3 separate regions of the Sus scrofa genome follow, and regions 2 and 3 are each linked to region 1. The links are chromatin contacts, called in public HiChIP or PLAC-seq maps. All regions are on one chromosome and are shown on one strand. The core of a region is the stretch at or near the end of the contact, and the rest is flanking DNA. Distances in the headings are between cores, read along the strand shown. Region 1 overlaps LOC100511509 (a long non-coding RNA gene). Region 2 has its middle 30 kb from the start of AMN1. Region 3 holds the start of AMN1 (protein AMN1 homolog).

Evidence for each region. HiChIP or PLAC-seq counts read pairs in DNA pulled down with a chosen protein or histone mark.
Region 2: an H3K27ac HiChIP or PLAC-seq map of alveolar macrophages shows a contact between it and region 1. The contact joins two enhancer-like sites. A contact is called at or near these places in 2 of 5 promoter capture datasets (fetal liver and liver), 4 of 47 Hi-C or Micro-C datasets (embryonic fibroblasts, heart right ventricle, retroperitoneal adipose tissue and 1 more) and 1 of 2 datasets of contacts at active chromatin or transcription factors (alveolar macrophages).
Region 3: a contact with region 1 is called in an H3K27ac HiChIP or PLAC-seq map of alveolar macrophages. The contact joins the promoter of AMN1 here to the enhancer-like site in region 1. A contact is called at or near these places in 1 of 5 promoter capture datasets (fetal liver), 5 of 47 Hi-C or Micro-C datasets (alveolar macrophages, blood, embryonic fibroblasts and 2 more) and 1 of 2 datasets of contacts at active chromatin or transcription factors (alveolar macrophages).

What each region holds. Positions count from the first base shown.
Region 1 is chr5:42,310,365-42,315,129 of Sscrofa11.1, forward strand. It overlaps LOC100511509 (a long non-coding RNA gene), which reads left to right. Exons shown (of 3, transcript XR_001308761.2): 3 at 3,310-3,654. Among named protein-coding and RNA genes, the nearest start is that of KIAA1551, 13 kb to the left of the region's middle. Within about 2 kb of position 3,482, at least 8 of the 83 cell types and tissues checked have an H3K27ac peak or open chromatin away from gene starts, as enhancers often do. A contact at or near this core is called in alveolar macrophages and retroperitoneal adipose tissue, where this site is marked.
Region 2 is chr5:42,486,071-42,490,613 of Sscrofa11.1, forward strand. No RefSeq gene overlaps it. Among named protein-coding and RNA genes, the nearest start is that of AMN1, 30 kb to the right of the region's middle. Within about 2 kb of position 2,276, at least 26 of the 83 cell types and tissues checked have an H3K27ac peak or open chromatin away from gene starts, as enhancers often do. A contact at or near this core is called in alveolar macrophages and retroperitoneal adipose tissue, where this site is marked.
Region 3 is chr5:42,515,324-42,519,864 of Sscrofa11.1, forward strand. AMN1 (protein AMN1 homolog) reads left to right here and starts at 3,243. Exons shown (of 7, transcript XM_021092088.1): 1 at 3,243-3,414.

The DNA.
Region 1 (4,765 bases), core at 2,232-4,731:
GTGGAGTAGCTAACAATCCAACCTTAAAATTTCCTAACCCTAGATTGACTTTCCTCCTTAACCCCTGTACCTTGGTCTCTTCCTCCCTCTCATTTTTTTTTTTTTTTTTTTTTTTTTTTTTGGTCTTTTCTAGGGCCGCACCTGCTGCATATGGAGGTTCCCAGGCTAGGGGTCTAATCTGTAGTCGAAGGCCTACTCCAAGAGCCTACTCCAAGGCCTACTGCAAGAGCAACTCAGGATCCGAGCCATGTCTGCTACCTACACCACAGCTCACAGCAAAACCAGATCTTTAACCCATTGAATAAGGCCAGGGATCAAACCCGTAACCTCATGGTTCCTAGTCAGATTAATTAACCACTGAGCCACGACGGGAACTCTCTTCCTCTCTCTCATTCTGCTCTTCCTCTTCTTTCCTAGATCCTCTTCCCTTCACTCCATTACTCCTTTTTTCTTCTTTTTCTTCTTTTTTTTTTGGCCGCCCCGAGGTATATGGAGTTCCCAGGCCAAGGATCAGATCTGAGCCGCAATTTTGAACTATGCTGCAGCTGCAGCAACATTAAGTGCTGGTCTGGGGATTGACCCTGCCACCTGGTGCTGCAGAGATGCCACCAATCCCATTGCACCACAGCAGGAACTCCCCATTGCTCCTTCTTAAACTAAACAATGTACCCCTTTCACTAAACAATGTCCTTCATAATGTCTTATAACATAGGTAAAGATGATGACCAAGCACCTGACATTTTAGCTTCAAACTTTGGTCAAGATCAGATTTGCATGATGTAGTTAAGAACTTTCTAAATCCTTCTAAAAGGGAAATTCATTGAAGAATTTACAGTCATTTTAGAAATTTATAGTATGGCATCTCTGACTTCTATCAATTACTTCATCCCTTTATGAGACCCAGAGATAGGAAAACTCTTATATAATGTGGAGTCTTCTGTTATGCTCTCCAGATAGAAAGTCTTCAAGAATTGATTACCTATATTTGCACATTAGGAACATAACTTCTCAAAGGATAAACTCCAATTTTCAGACCAAAGTGCATTATGTTGGTCATAACATCATCACACAAAATGGGAAATCTTTTCAGAGAATGGAAGCACTTCATAACTTTACCTGGCTAATTACTGAAGCATAACTTAGAAGAGTTCTTGACTCATGGGATATTGTAGACATTGGATTCCTGACTTTCTGTACTGGCTGCCCCTTTGTATGATCTTAACTAGCTGACACACCTGAATCCTTGCCCTAAATAGATCTGCTATCCTTGGACTCCCTAATTTATCCTAAACCTTTCTTTCTATTTCCATACAGAAAATCAGGACAAGAGTTTCTGTAGTGGCTCAGTGGAAGTGAACCTGACTAGCATCCCTGAGGATGTGCATCCCATCCCTAGCCTCCCTCAGTGGGTTAAACATCGGGGTTGCCGTGAGCTCTGGTGTAGGTTGAAGATGAGGGTTGGATCCCATATTGCTGTGGCTGTGTCATAGGCCAGTGCTATAGCTCCAATTCAACCCCTAGCTTGGGAACCTCCATATGCTGCAGGGGCGGCCCTAAAAAGACCAAAAAAAAAAAAAAAAAAAAAAAGGTTAGAATGCTAAATGCTGTGGTGGGTCTTTTCCTCTAAGTTTTCATTTTCAGACTAAAGTAGGCAGGATCAGGAGTTCCTATCGTGGCACAGTGGAAACAAATCCAACTAGGAACCATGAGGTTTCGGGTTCGATCCCTGGCCTCAGTTAGTGGGTTGAGGATCTGCCATTGCTGCTAGCTGTGATGTAGGTTGTAGTTGTGGTGTAGGCCTGCAGCTGTAGCTCCAATTAGACCCCTAGCCTGGAAACCTCCGTATGCTAAGGGTGCAGCCCTAAAAAAGCAAAAATAAATAAATAAATAAATAATAAAGTTGACAGGATCATAAATGATACAAGTAGTATGATGTCTTTGGAATGTGTTAACTGAAGTTCAAACTACCTTTCTCAGAACTTCTTTCCTGGCATGATTCTTAAGTTACGGTTGGCCACAGGAGAATTACAGGCATGTTTGGGAAGGCCTAAGCAAAGAAGCTCTTGGTTTTTTAGATTGAAAGTCAGTATATAGTGTGTCAGGCATTGTCTTAGTGAGTACATATTGTCATCCGTCTGCTAACATGCCTTGTGGGGGTACAGTAGCACCCAATCCATAGCTCCTCAAGCACACCCCATATCTCCTCCTTCAGCTTTTCCTAGTCCTGGGCCAAATGCTTGGGTAATTCCATGGCAAAGGGTACCAACTTCTCCTGCAGTTCACTCCACAGCATGGTTTAGCCTTGTGGTTTCAAGTTTATTCTTATGGATTCTAATTTTTTTTAATTAATTTTTTTTCTTTTTGCTATTTTTTGGGCCGCTCCCGCGGCATATGGAGGTTCCCAGGCTAGGGGTCGAATTGGAGCTGTAGCCCCTGGCCTCCACCACAGCCACAGCAACGTGGGATCTGAGCCAAATCTGCAACCCATACCACAGCTCATGGCAACGTCAGATCCTTAACCCACTGAGCAAGGCCAGGGATGGAACCTGAAACCTCATGGTTCCTAGTCGGATTTGTTAACCACTGAGCCACATTGGGAACTCCCCTTCCTTATGGATTCTAGTTCTTGCTTTTCCCTACTTTGCACCCAGCTTCCCTGATTAGCAGCCTGGATGACTTCAAGCCCTATACAATACAGAGGTAATAGCCTTGCATTGACTTCTCAACCAGCTACCATAACTGTCTAAGGTCTAACACCTATAATAAATTCTTTAATAAATTATTCATGGTATTTCTGCTTCTATCATCAAAACTCTGCCTGATATAAGGAGTCAGTACTGCTATGAAATAAATATCTTCTAAAGAGGAACATAAAATTTTACTTGCAGCATTCATCATTTGCCATGTGCCAGACATCTTGCTAAGTGTGCCTTATCTCTTTTGATCTTTATAACGCTATTTTAAAGGTGAAGAAATTGAGCTCAAAAAGATTAATAAATTTGCCCCAGAGCACACTGCTAGAATATGAGAGTTTCTGTTCATAACTGCTGTCATCCTGCCTCCCCAAAGAGCATAAACTCTGCACAACAATGAATTCTGTGTACAGAATGTTGCTTTTTTTGTTTTTTTTTTTTTAACGCCATAGGTATTTTTACTATACTCTCTCTTTCTTTTTTGGCTGTGCCCACGGTATTCAGAAGTTCCCAGCCCAGGAATCGAATCCAAGCCACAGCAGTAACAACAACAGATCCTTAATCCACTGCCCTACTAGGGAACTCCAACTTTATTCATTTCTCTTTTGTGAAACAGAATAAAGGAAACTTCATTTAAAATGGAGTTAAGAGACCAGAATGGGGAGCCCTCAAGCATGACCACTTGTCTTCAGTTACAGACTCCAACAGGAAGCATCAATTACAGACCTCAACAGGAAGATTTCTTCTTGCCCAGCAACAAGCTCAGCCAATGGGAAAAGCTGGGCCACCCTGACTTTTGTTCCACTTTTGTTCAAAACCACCCCTCCCAACTTCCTCTTCTCTTTATAGTAACTTTCCTCTCCTTTGCTAATTGGTCTTGCCTATGGTTTTTGCTATAGCTTGCTTGTCTCTAATTGCAATCTTTCTGCTATCGCTGAATAAACCTATTCTGCTGGTAAAATAACTGGTTGTGTTATTTTGTAGGACAGTCATTTGAAAGGGATCAGGATATGCCACCCCAATATGCCATGTTGGCATAAGGATTATTTTGAACTGAAAGCATTAAGAATCACCTCCACCCTCACCCCAACTGGGAGAGAAGAGTGGTTCTCATCAAAGACAGGGAGCCTACACCAAGATGAATTTGCAGGAGTTCTCATTGTGGCTCAGCAGTAATGAACCTGACTAGTATCCACGAGGACATGGGTTTGATCCCTGGCCCTGCTCAGTTGGTTAAGGATCTGGTGTTGCCGGGAGCTGTAGTGTAGCTTGGATCCTGCGTTGCTGTGGTTGTGGCATAGGCCAACAGCTGCATCTCTGATTCAACCCCTAGCCTGGAAACTTCCATGTGCCATGGGTACCGCCCTAAAAAGACGAATTTGCATAAACAAAATCTTGCTAAAATAGCCCTTATTTTCTATTAGTTTCACTTCCCTACAATTTTTTTTTTCCCTTGAAGCTCAACCCCCCTTTTTTGGTTGAAAGGGCATATAAGCTCTGCCTCATTGAGTTTCACTTCTTTTCTGTGAACCCCTCTGCACATTTAAAAAATGTGCCTTCTCCTGTTAATCTGTTTTTTGTTAGTTTAATTAGTACATTTCCAGGCAATAAATCTAAGGTAAAGTTTTTCCTTTCTAAGTTAAAATGGATTTTTTCCCAAATAAACCATCTGAAGAATTTGTTTAACACAGTACAGAAATGTTTTTTCTCTTCCTTTTTTTTTTTTTTTTTTTCTTTTATTTGACCACACCCAAGGCATGTGGATCAAACCTTCACCACAGCAGTGACCTGGGACACTGCAGTGACAATGCAGTATCCTTAACCCGCTCTACCACAAGAGAACTACAGGATTTTTTTTTTCCCCTAGTCAAAACTTAAAGGAGTTCCCGTCATGGCACAGTGGTTAACAAGAATCCGACTGGGAGCCATGAGGTTGCTGGTTCGATCCCTGGCCTTGCTCAGTGGGTTAAGGATCTGGCATAGCCTTGAGCTGTGGTGTAGGTCGCAGATGCAGCTTGGATCCCGCCGTTGCTGTGGCTCTGGTGTAGGCTGGTGGCTACAGCTCCGATTAG
Region 2 (4,543 bases), core at 1,026-3,525, 170 kb after region 1:
ATATATCCCTCTCTTCCTTTCTCATTGTTCTATTTGGAATGCCATCAAATTGTTAGATCTTGTCTATCTTCAATGTCCTTTAATCTTTTGGGTTTTTTGTTTTTTTTTTTCATAGTTTTTGGTTGTTTCTCTTTACTGCATTCTGGGTCAGTATTTCAGGTATATCTTTTGGTTCACAAATTCACACTTGAGTTATCCAATCTAGTTAATCTCTCCACTGAGGTTTTTTGCTGCCAACAATAATGTTTTTCTATTTCTGATTTCTTTTGGATTTTTTGCAAACTATATCTGTTCATTCCTGAGTGTTTCTAGTTGAATGTTCAACTTTTTATTATTTATTTATTTTTAGGGCTGCACCCAAGACATATGGAAGTTCCCAGGCTAGGGGTCAAATTGAAGCCATGTGTGCCAGCCTAAGCCACAGCCACAGCAACTTGGGATCCTAGGCATCTGCGAAATACACCACAGCTCACAGCAACACCGGATCCTTAACCCACTGAGTGAGGCCAGGGATCGAACCCAAGTCCTCAGAGATACTAGTCGGTTCATTACTTACTGCTGAGCCATGACAGGAACTCCGAATATTCACTTTTTAAACTGTATGCTTTATTTAAAACACTTCTCACAGGAGTTCCTGCTGTGGCACAGTGGATTAAGGATCCAGTGTTGTCACTGTAGCAGCTTGGGTCCCTGCTGTGGCCTAGGTTAGATTCCTGGCCCAGGAACTTCCACATGCCATGGGGGCAACCAAAAAAAAACCCCCAACCACTTCTCACATCTGTGTTTTATGTTACATGTGTGTAATTATAACTCCAATATTTGAAATCCTTGGGAAATTTAAATCTTTGTTTCTTGTTTCTGCTAATTGTTACTCAAGGTTATTGACTTCTTGTGTGTTTGGTAATCCAGTTTGTGAGTTCATTGCTGATCAGACTCTGCGGGAGTGCTCTGAACCAAACTTGGAGAGCTCTCCTCCAAACAAGGTTTGTTTCTCTTTTTATCAGTAACCAAGCCCACTTTGGTCCTTTTGGGGTTGTGGCTTAGCTCCAGGTTCAGTTTGTCCATACAGATGCCATTCCAAGGCTTGGTGCTCACAACAATAGGAAGACTTCCTTAAGCCCACAGTGCAGTTTCTGGCTTCCTGCCCATCCAGGCAGCTTCCTGCTACTCCAGCTCTCTACTGTTTTCCAAGCCATCAGGAATTTGGCTTCAGATCCAGAACTTTCTGTATGAGTTTATTTGACCCCAACATCTCCCCAGCCAATAGAGATAGGCCATTACAGCATTGTTTACAATGCAAGGTTTCTCCCTCACTTTCACAGGTTCAGACTGTTTTCTGCAAATACAACTTGTCCACATGATACATATGTTGCTACATTTTCTCTGTTTCTTAGAACCCTAGGGAGTCTAGAGAAGCTCCTTCAACACACCTGAGAATCTCATTCCTGCCTTTGAAATAAAAGATTTAGCCTCAAACAAGAGATTTAAGTCAAGTCCTTAACCTTAAAGCAGTATATTGGGTCTAACCTTGACCCAATCCCAAACCCTAAATCTAACAACATCTTTCTAAAATCTGTACTCTTAATATCCTCATCCTCAGCCTTCTACTTATTTGTAATTTAGGGATTTGCCTCATAATTTCTTCTTCTCATTCTACTTGTTACTTTTGATTGGTACTTCCTCAAAAAGGAAAAATGTGAACTTTATACTACTGTCTTCAAATCTTTTTATTTATTTATTTATTTATTTATTTTGATTTTTAGAGCCACACCTGTGGCATATAGAGTTCCCAGGCAAGGGGTCCAATCAGAGCCCTCACCACAGCAACAGCAGCTCAGGATCCAAGCCAAGTCTGCAACCTACACCACAGCTCATGGCAACGCCGGATCCCTAACCCACTGAGTGAGGCCTGGGATCAAACCCACATCCTCAGGCATCCTAGTTGGGTTCGTTAACCACTGAGCCACAAAGGGAACTCCTGCTGTCTTCAAACCTTAAGTGCCTCTACATCCTTTGTGATAATTTCATTTTTGAAGATATAAGACACACTTTAAAAACAGTGTTTGGCAGCTTGTTTCCACTAACATTCAGTTACCCAGGTGCAACTCATTTTAGTTTAAAATATTTTCACAACACTTTAATTTTTTATGATGAAGTAAGAACTAGAGAAACAACCCCCAGCTGAAAGGGCAGCTACGTGAGCAGACTTGCTTGCCACATACCACCCTTCCTGTAATCATGTAGCAACTACAAGCCTTATGTCCTTGCTAACAGCCCTGCTATTGTGCTCCAGGCATTGCTTATCAGCTTCTTAGGCAGGAACTCTGCTCAGGGAAGGGGGAGGGCCGGGGCTGCTTGGCCAGGAAAACCTTAAGACCCAGAAGTCTGTATTGTATAAAAGTTACCCAGAACTGGAGTTCCCATGGTGGCGCAAAGGAAACGAATCTGACTAGGAACCATGAGGTTTCGGGTTCGATCCTTGGCCTTGCTCAGTGGGTTAAGAATCCAGCATTGCCGTGAGCTGTGGTGTAGGTGTCAGATGCAGCTCAGATCTGGCGTTGCTGTTGCTCTGGCATAGGCTGGCAGCTACAGCTCCGATTAGACCCCTAGCCTGGGAACCGCCATGTGCGAGTCTGCCCCTAAAAAGACAAAAAAAAAAAAAAAAAAAACAGAAAAGTTACCCAGAACAAAGACCTGGGGCTCAGACTCTGGAGGAGATTCCTCTGAGCCCACACTGTGCTGAATAAACCTGGCTATTCCGCATCTCCAAGCATCGCTTGTCTTTTTCCACTTGCACGGTTTCTGCAACAATGAGGTTACTATTTATGTGGCCTTATATCTTCAGTGTTTAAAAAAATGTTATCAAAGGCTTTGCAAGTGCTTTACCAAAGTAAAAGCATAATGATGAAAATAATAATATAATTATATAAAAATAATATAATAATATAAAGTTCAGAATGCAAAAACTGAACAGACCCTCCATTTTAGATAAAAAGCAAATGTGATAATTTCATAAAAAACAAGTGAAAAAATTATAAACAAATATGAGAATGGATATCTAAAAATTGTCAATTCTTGGAAGTTCTCGTCTTAGCTCAGTAGAAATGAATCTGACTAGTATCCATGAGGATACAGGTTCCATCTGTGGCCTCACTCAGTGGATTAAGTGCCGGAGTCCTGCTCCAGCTGCACCAGGGTTTCCCGAAGGATGGGCAGCGTTGGCGAAGGAGTAGACACAGGCCTGGCATTTATGCAGGACACAGGCTTAGCTTATATACAATTTTTGTTTCCTTATATCATGCATCATACATCCTTTGACATTTTTTAACTTTCCAATCCGTCGAATATTTCCCCATGATTTTACGTATTAGGGGGACATACACAATGTTCCTGTTTCTTGTACTTCCCTCTTGACTATTTAAAATCAGATGTATTCATGACTATGACCTAGTTATCATGGAGCAGAAAAGTGCAAACTTATCAACTACCTTACTATAGAATCTCTTTGTTAGGTCTTAACTACTTTCCATTAGCAAAGGTAAGCTATATTTATAAAGGTTATTTTGATTCTTATAGAACTAGAAACCATAGCATTGACACTCCTTAGGGTTGGGCCAATAGGCCTGACATATCAGTTCACAATTGGTTGGCCTTCCGAGGCAGCCCCCTATTTCCCTAACTTGTTTCCAGTTGCTAGGTACAAACCGGACCAACTTTCCTCGTCTCAATGCCCAGTAACAATTTGTAATTATCGACCATTCCCTGGCAAGGAAAATGAGATTCTCTTTGTAAATTGAATGGCGTATGCCCTGGCCTATTATTAAACTTCCATGAGTCATACAAATTGTACTCCAGGTCTGTAAGCATTCTATTAGGGACTTTTTTAGAAAAACAGGTGTGGGGGGTACTCAGAAATGGATGATGATCATAGAACAAGGGGACAGCAGGAATTTGTAGGTAAGTACTAGGCCCCAACGTGTACCCTCCCTGGGGTCTTTTTCCTGGGAAATTTTGACAGCAATTCCCCCAGCTCCCGCAGTTTTTATCAATAGCATAAGCAGGCAGAGAAGAAGCAGCAGGACCGTCGCTTTCCCAGACACACTGTGCAGTCTGGGGTCCTTAGTCTCCTGGACTTTGTCAGCAGGCAGACCTTCACAAACGGCTCCTGGCAGTTAAGGACCCAGTGTTGCTGTGAGCTGTGGTGTAGGTCACAGACAGAGCTCGGATCTGGAGTTGCTATGGCTGTGGTGTAGGCTGCCAGTTTTAGCTCCGATTTGACCCCTAGCCTGGGAACCTCCATATGACATGGGTGTGGCCCTAAAAAAAAAAAAAAAAAAGGCAATCCAGCTATTTTTTTCTCACTGTATCATCTTCTAAGAAATTTTGTTGTTTTGGTATGAAGTTAATACTTTCATTTCTATTTCTTTCTCTTTTTTTAATTTTTTTTTTCCTTGCACTCACAGCACATGGAAGTTCCCAGGCCTGGGATCAAATCCAAGCCACAGCAATGACAACACTGAATTGTTAACCATTAGGCCACCAG
Region 3 (4,541 bases), core at 1,993-4,492, 200 kb after region 1:
GGTAAAAGTTGAGTAGCTGTGGCCAAGCCAGTGTGACACTTAAACCAAGTTCCCCTGCCAAATTTATGATTAACCTCTCTTATTCAAAACTTTATTCCCTTTCTTGTCTCACCCCTGTTCCCCTCGGGACTGGGGAGTATCAAAGAAAAGTGGAGACTGAAACAAAGCAGGACCCTGCAGAGTCCATCTGGACATAATAAGCCCCTCCATGTCCCCTGCTTTTTGCTTGGCCTTCCAAGATTTTGAAAGAGCAGATTCAAATAGTTAATGACCAGCCACAGGATGTTAGTTCCTCCTGAAGGGATACAGATAATCTGATGCATATCTTCGAACTGTTCTGCAGAAACTAAGACTCCTTCCCGGTAGAGAATGTTGAATGCACACTGACCAGAAGCACATAGCCCCTTCTGGATAGAACCAGAAGGCTGGTGATTAAGATTCCCCAAACATCACTCTATTACCTCACCATCAACCAATCAGAAAAAAAAAAAATCCATGAGCTGATCATGCACCCTGCTACCCTCATCCCTAGGTTGCATATAAAAACTCGTCTGAAAGCCATGGGGAATTCCAATCTTTTGAGCAACAGCTGGCTGTTCTCCTTGCTTGGTGCCCTGTACTTTCCCTCACCACAACCCAGTGTCAGTAGATTGGCTTAGCCTCAGGTAGGGTAAGCAGACCCTAGTTCGGCTCAACAGGGATGTTCCACAAAACTTAAAATATTTACTCTATGGCTCTTTATAGAAAGCGTGCCATCTGCTGCTCTATACTCGCCTCTCATCACTCTCGCCACTGCAGCTATTCTGAACTCTTTGTGTAACAAATCTAACTCCAGGGAGTTCCCATCCTGGTGCAGTGGTTAACCAATCCGACTAGGAACCATGAGGTTACAGGTTCGGTCCCTGCCCTTGCTCAGTGGGTTGATGATCCGGCTTTGCCGTGAGCTGTGGTGTAGGTTGCAGACACGGCTCAGATCCTGCATTGCTGTGGCTCTGGCGTAGGCTGGCAGCTACAGCTCCGATTTGACCCCTAGCCTGGGAACCTCCATATGGGAGCAGCCCCAAAAATAGCAAAAAGACAAAAAAAAAAAAAAAAAATCTGACTCCATATTAGAGCTGTTCCTTTTTACTGTAAACTTTGTGCTTTGTTGTCTGTGCTTAGTCATGCTGGCTGTGCATCTTTTGTAGAAGGATGTTGCCTATAGCCCGAAATATACAGGACAGTCTATTCCCAAGGCTCTGACCTTTAAGAGTCCATTTGCATGGAGATAAAAAGTTGCACAATAGAGAATAACATTTGTTTTGTTGGCAGTTTACAGGAACATTGTGACCTGACCTATCTGACAGCAGCTAGAACAAAGGATCTAATCCCAAGAAGTTTGCAACAAATAACCACACCCCTCACCTTGCCTTTAAAAGGCTTTGCTGAAAGCCTTTGGGGAGTTCAAGTTTCTCTTGGGCTTGAGCCTCCTGTCTCCTCTCACTGCCCTGCAATAAACTTTCCTCCACTCCAAACTCAGACTTCAGTATTATTTGACCTCACTGTGCACTGGGCAGACTCCAGTAACATCACCACTCCCACTGTACCCATTGTGAATAATCTACAGTCCCTAACAGACTACCTTTCTTTTCTGTACCTTTTCTGTAACCTCCTCCCCCACCCTCATGTGAGTGTTCCCCAGAGAAGTAACTCCATTTTAGCACATTTTAGTTATTCTGATTGTTCTTTTACTTGTCTGGTTCAAGTGTTCACCATTGAACCCTCAGCACTGAGCATAACCCCTACCCTTTTTCAGCACACACCCTACCCTGGTGTGTGCTGACTGAATGAGCAGCATCCTGAAGAGATGAGAAAGATTGGGTTGCAACTTTCAATCAAAAGTTTACAAAGGGAAGAGAGACGAAAAAGCACCAAAAAGCAGCAAGTACTCTGCAGCTCAACCAAGGAGAGAGAACTCCACCTGGGAAAGAGGGCCTCTTCCTCACCCCGCCTTGGCCGTACTAGGCAGGCTTGAAGCAGCATCTCAATTCCCCAACCAGGAATTGAACCCAGGTAACAGCATGAGAACAACCAATCCTAATCACTGGACCACCTGAGAACTTCCAGAGGGCTCCTTCTTTGGAGTCCTTTCTGATTGGAACACAAACTCTTCTTCTACCCCCGCCAGGATGAAATTCTTACTGAGCATTTTGTACATATGTAGTGCCACTCATCTGTAAAAAAAATGCTAAAAAATTCCGACTTTACAGGATTAAATGAATGTGGTTAATTATGGAAAACACGTAGCTCAGTATGCGCTTTAGAGAAAGTGCTAGGTAAATGGCAGTCACTCTCAGATCCTCTAAACCTCTCTGACGGTCACGGAGTCTGTATCCCAGCGGTCACCGACATACCCCGCCAAAGGCACGGCCCAGCATCGGACGTAAAAGCAGTGACCTCGCGCGGCTCGGAGGATACTGGGCTAGGCTGCGCGCCCTCCTGGCCCACTCTGGAACCCACCAGAGTTGGGGACACCGTCAACAGAACAATAACCGCCACAGCGCTTACCGAAGGGTTAGGTTCCCCTCGATTTTATACGGCCTCCGCTAGGGCGCCGCGCGCAAGGCTCCGCCCCTTGGGCGCCGCGCGCAAGGCTCCGCCCCTTGGGCGCCGCGCGCAAGGCTCCGCCCCTTGGGCGCCGCGCGCAAGGCTCCGCCCCTTGGGCGCCGCGCGCAAGGCTCCGCCCCTTGGGCGCCGCGCGCAAGGCTCCGCCCCTTGGGCGCCGCGCGCAAGGCTCCGCCCCTTGGGCGCCGCGCGCAAGGCTCCGCCCCTTGGGCGCCGCGCGCAAGGCTCCGCCCCTTGGGCGCCGCGCGCAAGGCTCCGCCCCTTGGGCGCCGCGCGCAAGGCTCCGCCCCTTGGGCGCCGCGCGCAAGGCTCCGCCCCTTGGGCGCCGCGCGCAAGGCTCCGCCCCTTGGGCGCCGCGCGCAAGGCTCCGCCCCTTGGGCGCCGCGCGCAAGGCTCCGCCCCTTGGGCGCCGCGCGCAAGGCTCCGCCCCTTGGGCGCCGCGCGCAAGGCTCCGCCCCTTGGGCGCCGCGCGCAAGGCTCCGCCCCTTGGGCGCCGCGCGCAAGGCTCCGCCCCTTGGGCGCCGCGCGCAAGGCTCCGCCCCTTGGGCGCCGCGCGCAAGGCTCCGCCCCTTGGGCGCCGCGCGCAAGGCTCCGCCCCTTGGGCGCCGCGCGCAAGGCTCCGCCCCTTGGGCGGGGCTCGGCTTTGCCCCTGCAGCGCGAGCGCGCCCGCGCCGCGCTACCGGAAGAGGCGGGGCCGCCACGCATCACGCGGGGGGCGGGAGTTGACAGACTGTCTCTGGCTGGATTTCGGCGGCCCCGGAACCGTGGAAGAGGTTCCCGAGGGCCGCTACGATGCCCTCCCCGGAGCGGGTCAGTCAGCTCCTGGACCTGTGAGTTGGCCCCGGCCCGCCTCCCTTCGCCCCGCCGCGGCACCACCCGCCGCCCCGCGCGGCTCTCCTTCCCCGCCCCCTTCCCGCCTCTGACCGCTGAGAAGGCCCCGCAGGTGTTTCCACTCCTGGATCCCAGACTTGTGCTCTCCTCACTGAGGAAGGTCAGGCCAAAAGGGTTGCCTAGCGAGCTTGCCTGTCTGTCCTTTATAGGTGTCCGAACTCAGCTTTGACAGCTCCACACTCAGGGAGTTCCTGGCAGTGGCCTGTCTGATGGGAGCTGAAAGCCTTGATAAAACAAAACATTAGATGGGGTACTCAGAAGCCTTCAGCAAAGTTCCACCCAGTTACTATAATGGGGATAAATATTGATTCCCTTTTTGTAGCGCTCAAATTCTCGATTGCGCTTGCTGGGTTCAGTTCCTGGCTCTGCTGTTCACCAGCTGTGTAACCATGGAAAGTAATTTCATCTCTCTGTGCCCAAGTTCTTGACCTACAATATTAGTATACCTATCTCATGACATTGTAGTGAGGATTAAATTTAACATATTAAAAGTTTAGAAGGCTGCCTAGTATTAAAATTAAGAGAGCTTTCCTTGATATATTTTATTGGCGGAGAAACCAGAAGCACAGAGACATGTAGTTACCCAGTGATTTATGAGGTGAGCACGTTAAGGTTGTTTAACCTTTGCAATGGTCATTGCAGTGGGAGTTTACAGATGGCAGGGGATTGGTTAAAAGTGCTTATTTTATGCAGATATTTTAAGAAGACTATTTAAGTTGATTATCAGAGGCATTTATAAGAAATAACCTAAATTTCACTTACGTTCATGAAATAATCTAGGTTCAGTTTTGATTACATGGCCTAACTGGCTTGGTCAGTTTGGGGAATTTTCAAGCCTGGTCTCCATTTTATTTTATTTAATAAATCCCCGACTTCTGGTCATTGTCTTAGCAAGCTGATACTGTAAACCAATATAGTGTTACTCTCACTACCTCATTTGATGTAGTCATGGAGGTGAACGGTCAGGTAACTGCTGTTACTGATAGTTTCGTAATCACCCTAGGCAGTGGCAGTGGGATCACTGAGTTCTTTTAGCTGTCTTATCC